Regions from separate parts of the Gasterosteus aculeatus genome. Here region 1 is linked to region 2. The links are chromatin contacts, called in public Hi-C maps. All regions are on one chromosome and are shown on one strand. Each heading gives the region's core, a stretch centred on a gene start, on an enhancer-like site or on the middle of the called end of the contact. The rest is flanking DNA. Distances are from core to core; before and after follow the strand shown.

What was found. Hi-C and Micro-C count contacts between places; a contact is called where the count stands out from the background.
Region 1: a Hi-C map of skeletal muscle shows a contact between it and region 2, with 12 times the contacts expected there. The contact joins the promoter of LOC120822229 here to the promoter of ovca2 in region 2. A contact is called at or near these places in 4 of 6 Hi-C or Micro-C datasets (skeletal muscle, tail fin and whole body).

What each region holds. Positions count from the first base shown.
Region 1 is chr7:23,190,867-23,196,652 of fGasAcu3.hap1.1, reverse strand. LOC120822229 (replication protein A 70 kDa DNA-binding subunit) reads left to right here and starts at 3,657. Exons shown (of 16, transcript XM_078106542.1): 1 at 3,657-3,794; 2 at 4,132-4,182; 3 at 4,390-4,468; 4 at 4,651-4,759; 5 at 5,780-5,786. The coding sequence starts at 3,762. It overlaps smyd4 (SET and MYND domain containing 4), which reads right to left and starts at 3,656. Exons shown (of 10, transcript XM_040181724.2): 1 at 3,232-3,656; 2 at 2,878-3,022; 3 at 2,604-2,693; 4 at 1,093-2,098; 5 at 762-1,007; 6 at 180-382; 7 at 1-75. The coding sequence starts at 3,365.
Region 2 is chr7:23,047,438-23,053,466 of fGasAcu3.hap1.1, reverse strand. ovca2 (OVCA2 serine hydrolase domain containing) reads left to right here and starts at 2,133. Exons shown (of 2, transcript XM_040182656.2): 1 at 2,133-3,034; 2 at 3,492-4,297. The coding sequence starts at 2,881. The coding sequence ends at 3,991. smg6 (SMG6 nonsense mediated mRNA decay factor) reads left to right here and starts at 6,007. Exons shown (of 20, transcript XM_078105278.1): 1 at 6,007-6,029.

The DNA.
Region 1 (5,786 bases), core at 2,408-4,907, 140 kb before region 2:
CCTGCGGCTCACTTCAGGAGCAGACACGCGGTGGCCACAGGATGACCGCAAACATATGAATCCTTTTGCTCCTTCCTGCAAAATCATTTAAGATCAAGGTGGAACAAAAGCAAGATGGATGTGGAAAGAGGCGGTCATCATGTATGATTGTACGAAAAAATATCCACATCAACGCCTACTTTGAGAAATCCTTTGCACTTCCCACACACGAGTCCACCTCCAACACCCGACCACTGTGGTGTGGACTCGGATCCCTTCGCCTCCTCCTCCTCCTCCTGCTGCTGCTGCCGCTGGGTGCAGGCCTCACACTGACACAGGAAATAGTACTGTTCCTGCAGGAGACGCTGCCGTTCTCTGGTTGCCATCCGACTGCTGTGAGGACCTTAGCGGGGGAGGAGGAGGAGGAGGGAGACGCCAAAAGTAATAACTCACATAAGATAAAAGTAACAGAACAGCACTGCTGGAAGCAATGGGAAGTCATTAAAGTGGGAGGCGATGTCTGGAAGTGCTGCATCAGGGATGGCTGTCAGACAAAATGAAGAAGACCACATTTAAACTCAATCCCGCCGGTCCGATGGCGGATAAGCCTCAGGGGGGCAAGGACCTATATGTCTGGGATTATAGCAAAGCCTCTCTGGGAACTGGTCACTGTTTACATTCCAATTGGCGAGTTGAGATGCAAGACCGGAGTCCGAGTTGAAAGACATCCCCCTTTTTTGACCGGATTGTTTCACAAGTAGCCGGTTACCCTGTTTTCTTACCATAGCAGTGCAGGATCTCTTGTCCTGCAGGGATAGCTTTGGATGCTCTGACAGTCACAGTGACTCCGCGGGCTGTGCTTCCGTACTCAGTCACACTCTCGCTGCAGTCTGCAGACACACTGGTTCCAGTGCTGAACCGCAGGCTGGTGTTGGGACAGCAGGAGTGATTCAGAAGACTGAGAGTTGGGAATATTGCCGTTGCAATGCGGATTTCGCTGCTGGACTGAACTGGTGAGTTTGCTGCTCCTGGACGGTGGAGGAATAAGAAAGTAAATAGGTCATTGTGCAACTCAAGAACATGCAGGAAAGATTCACTTGTGAATTTCTCAACCTGTGTCTTGCAGCGTGAGGATGGCCTGGGCGTTACATCTCAGCTGCAGGACGTGCCTCAGAACTGCACTTCCCAGCAGCCACATGTTCGCGCTCCAATCCGCGGCGCTTCCCTCCTTCTCTGGTGATTGGCTGTCCGCCCCCAAGAGTCTACCGAGGTCCCGGGAGGGGGGCGGGGGTCCTGCTTTACTTATCTTTAGTAAAAGTGTTGCTATGGTAACCGCACAGAGGAAACGCACTTCGGGGCCATGGAGATTCAGGTGGTGCTGCAGGTGGAACACGCTCGGGTAAGAGTCCCCGTGGTATGAGGTGCAGGGATCGGGTTGATTCGAGAGGCGCGGGTCGGAACCACTGGACTCTCCGTTCGGAGAGCTCTGCGACCTTTTGTGCTCGTCTCCGGTTGAAACCCGAGCAATTTTGATGTTTTTTAACCCCGCCTTCAGAGCCACCCTCAGAGCGAGCTGTGACATCACACCCATCGCCTTCAGATCCGCTGCCAGCGGACATTCCCAGCGGTGGTGCTCCTCCCAGGCGTCTCGCTGGCAGGGAATGGAACAGTACCGGCTGTAGCTGCACATCTCACACGGCACGAGACACAGCGTTTCAGTCAAACACCTGTGACAGCGCCTGTGCTCCATTCCAAACAACACCGCCGCCTCCGCGTGCCGCCTTCCTCCGCCCTTCCCTTTCGCTTCCTCCATTCCTGGTATGAGGACACAGCTGTACGGCCTGTCATGCAGGAGCACTTCCCCAGCTGCTACACCCTCTGCAGCCACGAGGTGTCGACCTTTCTCCGAAGTGAAGCCAACAGCAGCTCGAGGACGAATCCCAAATTCCACTCCGTCTAGAGGTTTGGGACTCTTTGAGGCAGGACGGCGATGATCCTTTTTTGCCCGTTCACCTCCAGAGAGGTGCTTGAGGCATGACGTGCGACGGTCCTCTAGTTTGTGTAAAAGATGAGAGGGGTAGCTGTTCTTTACGGCACGGTCAATGTCATCAAGGGATTCCTGGGAGAAAAAAAAACAGACATACTGGAATGTGAGTGACTACAAAATCTAAGACAACTGACAATTTGATTTGATTCAAACTTACTCAGCATGTTCGTTTTTAAACCAATCAAAAGTCAAACCATCTATTAGATTAGGGTAGAGTGTTATCTGTAAACACTCCAGGCACTTTTATGTGCTGTTGCTACTACTTCTATGGGGCTAAATCGCTTAACAGATAAAAAGACAAAAGAGATTAATTGGTGAAATCAAGTTGTGGCTGAAAGGATTCATTTAAATGAGGTATTATAGATGATATTTCATGGGTTTCCGGAAAAGGGTGATGCTGTGAAAATCAGCTAAACTATTGCGAGTCATCATCTATGTACTGTGGGCCAAGAGCTGCTTCCTGACACACGCTGTTTGCAGACAGACTGGGTCTGTCCTGCAAATATATATCAAATTTAAATAAGAAGCGGGTTTTAATGCCACCAATAGTACAACACATTGTGTAGCTGTGAGGAACCTGGTGGTGCTGAAGATGGTGGAGCGCAGCAGAGCGGTTGGCGTAGCACAGGGACAGCTGATCCGAACCTTGAGGAGCGAAACAAATGCCCTGTCATGACAGGACACAGAGAAGATGGATATTAGTGCATAGTACTCCAAATTGCATCAACGTTATATTATAATTACAGTTAACGCGATTAAAGACTGGCCTCTGCCATGATCCAGTGCTTCACTGAAGTTTAAGTTGCATGTGGGGCAACATAATAATAATAATAATAATATGTTCATTTGACCTGTGAATAGTGCAGAGCGGCTGCAGCGTAGTCTCTGCTCTTGAAGCTGGAGTTGCCCCTCTCTCTGCATTTGGCTGCCAGCTCTGCGTCCTTTTGTGCGCAGTATCCCAAAGAAATCGACTCCAAGAAGCCCAGATCATCTTGACTATGAAACGGAAATGGAGAAGTGTTAAAAAAAACCTTCTGCTAGCAGCAGGGTAGCTAGGTTTAATGTGCGTCTGTTTATTACTAGACGAGTTGTGCAAACCATCGCTCATATTGGCCATGTTATTGTCGGCAAAGGCTGTAAAGTTATTTAGAAAAAAGGGCCCTTGTTTCTCAGATTGTTCAGAAAAGCTAACGTTAGCTACTCACGTTGTCAGAGTAAGAGCACATTTGAAAAGATCATCAATTTCAGGCTGGGATGTTAACGTGTCCTTCAGCTGGGGGTCGAGTCCGATCCATTTCTGGGCCACATGATCTTGCCACTGAACGCAAGGAAAATCCATCACGTTCTCCGCGATCTACAAGTAAACCACGCGGGACGGATCCACGGTTAGTTTCCGTTGCACGGCCAAGGAGCACGCGGTCAAGTTAGCGTGAATGAAAAGCGAGTTTGACACCACAACCTTCAGAATATACCCCGAGTGTTTTATAAAAATACATTTGTAGCCTCGAGTGGAGTTAAGTTACTTTTCCAATTTTTCATCGAGAAGCCATCGTGACTACCATGCTTATTTACACATTTATTTTGAAGGCATGAATGTTTCATATCCGGTTTGGAAGCGATTCCCGTAAATAACGTTTTATTTCGCTTTTCTCGCGATACGTTGCACACGTTCAGTTCGACTAAACATAAATAAAGCTACAGTCTGCTCGCTTTGAGAACTACAGTACCGGGAGACATGAGTGTTGAACTCACAAAGGGAGCAGTTGAAGTAAGCGTAACAACACATACAACTGAATATAAACCGTGCGTCTTTCTCTACCTGAGATACCAGCTTCTAGTACTTAGCAACGCAGCTCTGCTATCTGCCGATTACAGCTGTTAGCCACGCGAGCTAACGAGATCATTCACGGCTGAATCGGCACTAGCGCTGCCTTTAACCGACCAGACTGCCACGTTTCTGTGTTAGCGAGGTGAAATAAATGCAGGTTGCGCTGAAACCATGTAATTAGTGGCTTGTTAGTAGCATGTTATGCCATTGTGATGGGACAGAATGTGGCCAGGCAGCAGACGCTAATGCGTGTGCGTGTGTGTGTGTCGTTGTGTAGGCACTGATCAACAGCCCGCAAGCGGACAGTGACATCATTCTGCAGTTGCTGGTAAGTCGATTTTAAAAGTCCACTTGAAAAAAAGAAAGTTAGTGAAGATTACCCTTTATTTTGCTAATATTACTGTGATGTATGTGTTACGTACACAGTATATTATAATTCACTATTGCATGAATGAATTGTCCAATGAAGAATATCAGGCATAATTGTCCTGGGTTTTTGGCTTATAGAATCCTTCCTTCCCTCTGTGTTGGTCAGAATATCCGTCAGCTTTCAAACAGTTCTGGTCCGTCCCGGTTCCGGCTCTTAATGAGTGATGGCCAGCACTCTTCGCCTTGTGAGTATTTTGCTGTAGCTGATAAAATGTCGGCCTTTTGTTTGGCCAGTAATGCCATCATTTATAAAGAACAAAAGTAGTGCTAAGCAAACTTGCTCCTCGTAAATGAATCAAGTACCAATAAAGGACAAGATGATCCTTTTCCACTGTGCATGAAGACGTTTGTATGTGTTTGTATGTAGCCTTCCTGTTGGCTACACAAATGAACCATCTGCACGAAGAGAACCTCCTGCAACCTAATTGTGTGTGTGTGGTGAAGAAGACCATCAACAACACGTTAGCAGATGGCAGGTATGTGTTTTCATTTGCATGTCCTTACTTCACGCTACCTTCCCCTTAACGCCGACAAAACTGAGATCATTGTATTTGGTGCTAAAAAAGAAAGGTTTAAAGTAACCCAACACCTTCACTCTCTGTCCCTGAAAACATCAAATAAAGCCAGAAATCTGGGGGTTATTATGGATTCAGATTTACACTTGGACAGACAAATCAGTAACAAAATCGGCCTACTACCACCTCAAAAATGTCGCACGACTTAAAGGGCTAATGTCAGCTCAAGACTTAGAAACACTTGTACATGTCTTTATAACTAGTAGGCAAGACTATTGTAATGGTCTCCTGGCAGGTCTTCCAAAAAAAACTGTCAGGCAGCTCCAGCTTGTTCAGAACGCTGCTGCTAGAGTTCTAACAAAGACCAAAAAATGTGAGCACATTACACCAATTCTTAAATCCTTACATTGGCTCCCAGTATGTCAGAGAATTAATTTCAAAATCCTACTGCTCACATATAAATCACTACATGGTTTAGGGCCAAACTATATCACTGATATGCTTCCACTACATAAGCCTTCAAGATCACTTAGATCTTCTGACACCAATCTGTTAGTGAATCCCATTAAATACAAATCATGGGAAAGCATCATTTAGTTACTACGCAACAAACAGCTGGAATAAACTTCCTGAAGATTTAAGACTTGCCCCAACTCTGACCACGTTTAAAACAAGACTGAAAACTTTTATGTTCAGCTTCGCCTTCTGCTAAATTTGACCTACATTGCACTTTTAACCTCTGCCTTTAATTAAACCATTTAAATAAGATTTTAATTTATAATTTTATTTGCTGTTTTTAATTGTCTTTTAATTCCTGCATTTTATTTTACTTCACTTCACTATTGTATGAAATGTTATGATGTGAAGCACTTTGAGTCTGCCTTGTGTATGAAAAGCGCTATACAAATAAAATTGCCTTGCCTTGCCTTGCCTAACTGTTGCATCTAATCCTCTTTTGGCATGTTTGTAACTTTCTACCAGGCGTGTG
Region 2 (6,029 bases), core at 884-3,383:
GATTTGCCACGCTGTCTACCTTTGCCTGTGGCCATTCTACAGTCATTAACACAATTGACAGTTTTCCACAGGACTGCCTGTCTGCCTCGCTGACAACAGAAAGTGATTTATATATTTCGATTGTTTGAATCACTGCTTAACTTCTCAAATATTCTGATCCAAATTTGATTGGACATATATTTAGATATTTAAAGGGTTCTTTGATCATATGCAGGGCTCATTATCGACCTGTTGACTTCCGGTGGCAGATGTATGTCAGACAATATTTCGCGGACCGGTCGAGATGGTCCGACGGGGGGGTGTAGTAGTCGCGCGCTCTGTGTTCGCTGGTCGGCGAAACTGCCGAGCACGGTAAAAGGACAAGAAAAACGCCTGGTGACGCGTGGGGAATATGTCAGAGGGACGAGCGTACATAATTAGGAGAAAATCCGGGCAATTTTCAAAATAAAAGATTTGTCATAAAAAATAAATATATAAGCTTTCTGTGGTGCGGCCCGGTGGTTGGGGACCACTGATTTAAGTGATGTATGTATCTTCATGTAACTAATAATGTAGATTATGTTATGTATTATACTTTAGGGGTTATACATTATATCATGTTGCAATTAAGATAATTAATACAGAAGTTTATGGTGAAAGTCTAGTTTAACATGTTGTTATTTATATGTAAGGATGTGATGGTGCAAGTTCTTTATTGTTATATTGTCACATTTTAAGATCCACGTGAGTTTTGTGGAGCCTGGACAGCCAAGGAGAAATTATGTTGCAACCAATAATAGAAAGAATGAAAAATACAAAACAAGGAAGCAGTTTGTCTCCACCAGCAAAGGTCTCTCTCTCTCTCTCTCTCTCTCTCTCTCTCTCTCTCTCTCTCTCTCTCTCTCTCTCTCTCTCTCTCTCTCTCTCTCTCTCTCTCTCTCTCTCTCTCTCTCTCTCTCGCTCTCTCGCTCTCTCTCTCTCTCTCTCCGCCTCCCTGGGGGAAGGACACATGGCTCCTCACCAGTGCAGGAGAACATCAACAGGAGCCTTATCTCTTGGGTGTTTTGACACTTTCCCTAATTAGCATGTGCGCCACAGCAAAGCAACACGTGCGCTCCTTCGGCTACAAAAGACCTAATTGAGGGAGCCTGTATGAGAGACCTCTCCAAAAACATCATCAAAGTAAGCTGGCGCTCGTCGTCAAAGAGCCTGACAAAGAAGCAATGGAAACCGTGTCCCTGAATTAGAAGCTTGCCACCCCTCCAGGCCAAACATATGAAACTGTAGCAATCCTCTCAGCTTTAATATCATATCCCAGCTGGGTAAACCCTGACCCTGCAGCGCTTTCACACAAATGCTCACAAAATGTCTCGGTAAACAAAGAAGGTGTGCCCCAGAGCTACATATATTATTTGTTTTTGTGTCGGTGAAAAAGCAAAGTAGGCCGTTTTAAAGATTAGTCGACGCTTTTAAATGTCAGGAATCCTTGGAAAACACGGGCAACGCGTGATACATCATCGCCGGCCGAACCTAATTAAACTTTCATCCATTCCTTTTTTTAATCGTTGTCACTGCTTTGGGCCATCCACAAAACCTTAGGAGGACCGGCTAAATGCCAACTCCTGCATACAATTTTGAAGTGACATAATGATGTGTGGGATATTGCCTTTCTATTTTTGTCAAAAGGGAATCTGGATCATGTCTGTCTTTTTTCACAGAGTCCTTTGGGAGAGCTGCCACTGAAGCAGAAAAGGAGTCTGGTAAGTGAACTCTTGGAGCTCGGTATTAGCATTTCACTTTTATCTGCGTTGGAAAGAAAGTTCCTTGTGAGTTTTTTTCTTTTCTTTTGTGTTGTTGCAGCTAATGGAAATTTCAATAGCTGCTCTATATCACCTGGCTCGCCTGAAATATCACATCAAGAGACATTCTCATCTGAGTCTTTAGAAGTGAGCCTCTCACCAGTTAACAATGAGTCAAACTTTATCATACAAAAGCAAAAATGCTAATGGTTAAACTTCTGTCCAAATAATTCTGACAAAAAACAGAAATACATATGTATGTATGTATGTATGTACGTATATAGACACAAAGACATATTTTATTTCTTTTCAACTCTTTAATTGACAAATCTTTGTCCTGATATTATAAAATAGGATGCGAATGTAATATAATAACATATAATTTCCTGCGAAAACATCATGTCATCAAAACTCTTCCATTCATTAAGTCAACACAAGATTAAAGTCATTTAGCTGCATGATCGCTGCATCATAAGGATCAGCCATATGTTTATCAATCTGTTAATCCGAGCTGCTCCGGCGGGAAAAGCAGAGCAGGCAAACTGTGACGTACAGGAAAAAAAGTTTGATTTGAAAGGCTGTCAAAACTTGTGACACTTTGAGCCACTACGGTCACGGAGTGTGCGTGATGAGAAACAGACTGAGGGCTGTTTGGGCACATGTCAGGGTCAAGCATGCAGGTTGTCTTCTTCAGGAACATGGGTCAACAGTACTGACTATAAAATAAAATAAGTACTTTCAATTTTCAAGGTAATTGGCTATATATTCATCTCTCACTGTATTATTTGTGTCATACAGTGGGGATGAGATGCAACATTTCAGTCACCTTAGAAACTAGGGTTTTACTTTGAAATTTATATAGGGAAGTACTTTTTATTTATTTCCGGCTGACTTTACGAGTTGAACTTGCGCCATTCTATAGCTGCACAACTCTTCGTCTCTGTAATTCCCAACGGCCAATGAAAGCGGTTTGTTTTTATCCCAACGAGTTGTTGTTCGTATGTCCCGCTATTAAAGTTAATATTATCTGAACTGTGATTAAAACGTCCTCCCCTGGCTTAACCAGTTAGCTTACGTTCGCTAACATTAAGCTAACTCCTCCATGGCACCTCTCCGTGTCCTGTGCGTCCACGGTTACCGTCAGAACGGCGGCTCTTTCCGGGAGAAGACGGGAGCTCTGCGGAAGCTGTTGAAGAAACACGCGGAGCTCGTTTACCTGAGCGCGCCGCACTGTGTGCAGGAAGCCGGGGGGGAAGGTGAGTCGTTCTCCGCTGCTGCCTTCAACCAAAGCCGCCTGCTGGTGCAGGTTCGACACGGCTAACGTTAGTTGACCTGTCAGTGAAAGGTCGCTTTCCCTTTAAGGATTGCCGCGTACGGCGTTACTAAATACTTTCTATGAATTAATGAATTAATAATAATGAAATGGGATTAAGTTAATTTAAGTCGTTCCTAATATGTGTAGTGTTAACAGCATTAATAAACCAATTTATCTGAAAATCACATCTTCTTCTGTGCAAACAATTTAACAAATATCAACTGCATTTTATTGAATCATGCATGTTGTAATTTCTACTAAAATACGAAGAATAACTACAGATTATAAAAAAAATGTAAGGAGTAACTTTCAGAGAATAAAAATGCTTCGGTCCCCCCTTTCAATTGTGGAACATGTAAAGTCAGTAGGATAACCGCCGTCTTATTCTGTCCTGTCAGAAGCTCCAGAGAAAGAGAACGGCAACGTGGACCCGAAGGGTTGGTGGTTTTCTGATGTCCAGGCCCGGAGTTTCAGCGCTCTGCAGCAGTGTGAGGAAAGCCTGGGGCTCGATGAGAGCGTGAAGGCCGTGCGGGAAGCTGTGCGGATCCAAGGTCCATTCGATGGCATCCTGGGCTTCAGTCAGGGAGCAGCTTTTGTAGCCATGTTGTGCTTCCTTCAGGAGCAAAAACTGGAGCCGGAATTCAGCTTCCGCTTCGCCATCTTCGTCGCCGGTTTCCGCAGCGCGTGTGAGGAGCACAAACGATTCTATAACTCTCCACTTGAGATCCCCTCCCTGCATGTGTTTGGACTGGAAGACCGAGTTATCCCCGACAGCATGAGCAGGGAGCTCCTCCTCTCCTTCCAAGACCCGCAGGTTTTGACACATCCTGGTGGCCATTTCGTCCCTGCCGCATCAGCTCACAGACAAACCTACCAGGACTTTCTCAACAGGTTCTAGTGAGATACGAAAGTTTCAAAAACTCGGTCACGTGCTAAATAAGTGAAGAGCCGTGATGCCTACTCAAGCACTTGGATGAGACAAAAGAATGTTGACTATTAACCAAACAATCTCATGATGCTATACTTGATTACTCAGAAGCCCTTTGGCCATAAATGCCGAGTTCATGTCTGAGTAATGCCCTCTGTTCCCGCCAAAGCCATTTTTTTCTTCATCTGATCTTATTTATCCCAAACCGTGAAATGACTGCTGTCCTTCTCAGGGAAGATGCCTTACAACAGACAATAAAATTAAGTGATGATTGTTTATTGAATGTGTTCTGGTTTCTTTTGTGAGCTTTGTAAAGTCTTTGCCTTAAGACAGAGACAGGTCTGGTCAGCGCAGTGCAATCAGGGAATTTCATTTTTTGTTTTGACTCTTAATGTATTTGAAATCATTTTAATTATTGTATAGGAACCAATGTAAATGTATTTTGTTTTGCTTGCATGACTCTTAACTCATACAAGCAATGCCACATCATCAGAGGACTGCCTTTGGGAAGTTGCCACATTTATCCATCACGATTATGGAAAGTTATTACAAGAATTTTCTATCAGAGCCGCAATGGAAACCTTGATTTAATTAGTCTGAAAAATAGTTTGCATAACATTGTCTTGCAGGGTTGTGGCAGCTATGTAACAACAGAACGTCACACGGTATCAAATAGGTACTTAACATGTCTTTGACTCTGAGTTTATACAAAGGAAAACTATCAATTTGCAGTCCTCTTTGCACATTGTCATGTGGTTACTGAGTGATTTCTTTTCCCCAGGTGGAAGTTACATAACAGTATGAGGAGTAATGACACGTTACTCTCTGCCGTCCATAGGCATCCATCTCAGTGAACAGTGGAGATGTTTTACCTAAAAGTATGCACAAAGGTGGCCCCTCATGTGGCAGTGATATAGACAGGTTCCTGCACAACTTTGAGGACTTGTTGTTCTTTTAAAGCTGAGGCACATGTGCACTCTTGCGATTGTTTCCAGATGTGCGCTCTCTCCTCTACCTCTGTATCTCCCTCCTTCCCTTTTGGCTTTCATCTCCCTCCACCTCTCTCCGAACTCTTCGCAGCAGCCTCCTCCCATTCATAACCTGTGTGTCATGCGCAACGTACCCTGCTATGTGTCTGCTGCATTTATGACATGGAAAACATCTGGATATTGGGCAATCCACTCTTGATCTGGAGACTATAAACAACCGCGGTATGTCGTGGGTGGTCATTCGCCTCGCTGACAACAAATTCCACGGTAAAACATCTGAGCGCCTGCTCCGTCTCTCGTAAACGAAACCCTCGCTCTCTTAATCTCTCTACATGTTTTAAACATCTTACCTGTTTCAACATCTTATCATCCGCTGCTGCAACTCACACACACACACATACATACGTACGTCGTGGTCGTGTCGTGGGCTCGTTTCTCCATAATAGCCCGAGTGTTCACCGTCTCCTGTGCTCCCTTGTGTCCCTCCAAGACCTCACGGCGCACACACATGCTCATACACATGGTTTTGATAACAAAGCAGAGACGAATAGTGAGCGAGGGAAACAGTAAAAGAAAAACACTGAGGGTCTCTCCTGCCAGTAAGTTTTACAACAGAGCCGTGACTCCCTTCTCAGGAATCCGTTCCCCCTGTTGCACAACAGCCGGGAAATAATGGAATGAGAGACAGAGGCGGATGAGGGTGGAGTCGTCCTCCCTGCCTATCGGGCCTCTCGCCTCCCCCCCTTTCCCCACTAAGCCTGTGTTTGGCTGTTGCGGTTAAAAGAGGGAGAGCGAGGGCACGTACGAGCTTTCGCTGCAATTGAAAGATCACTTTTTCCCCTCTGCCCACGGTGGAGGATGGAGCGGAGAGGGTGTGCCGGAGCACAGATGGGCTCTATTTTGATTATGGCGCGTGTGTTGTCATGGGAGACGGACGGAGGGGCGGGGCCACGTGGTGAATGTTGGTATATAATACTTGCACTTGAACTCCAAAGAGCCTGGTCATCCAGTGGCTCGGG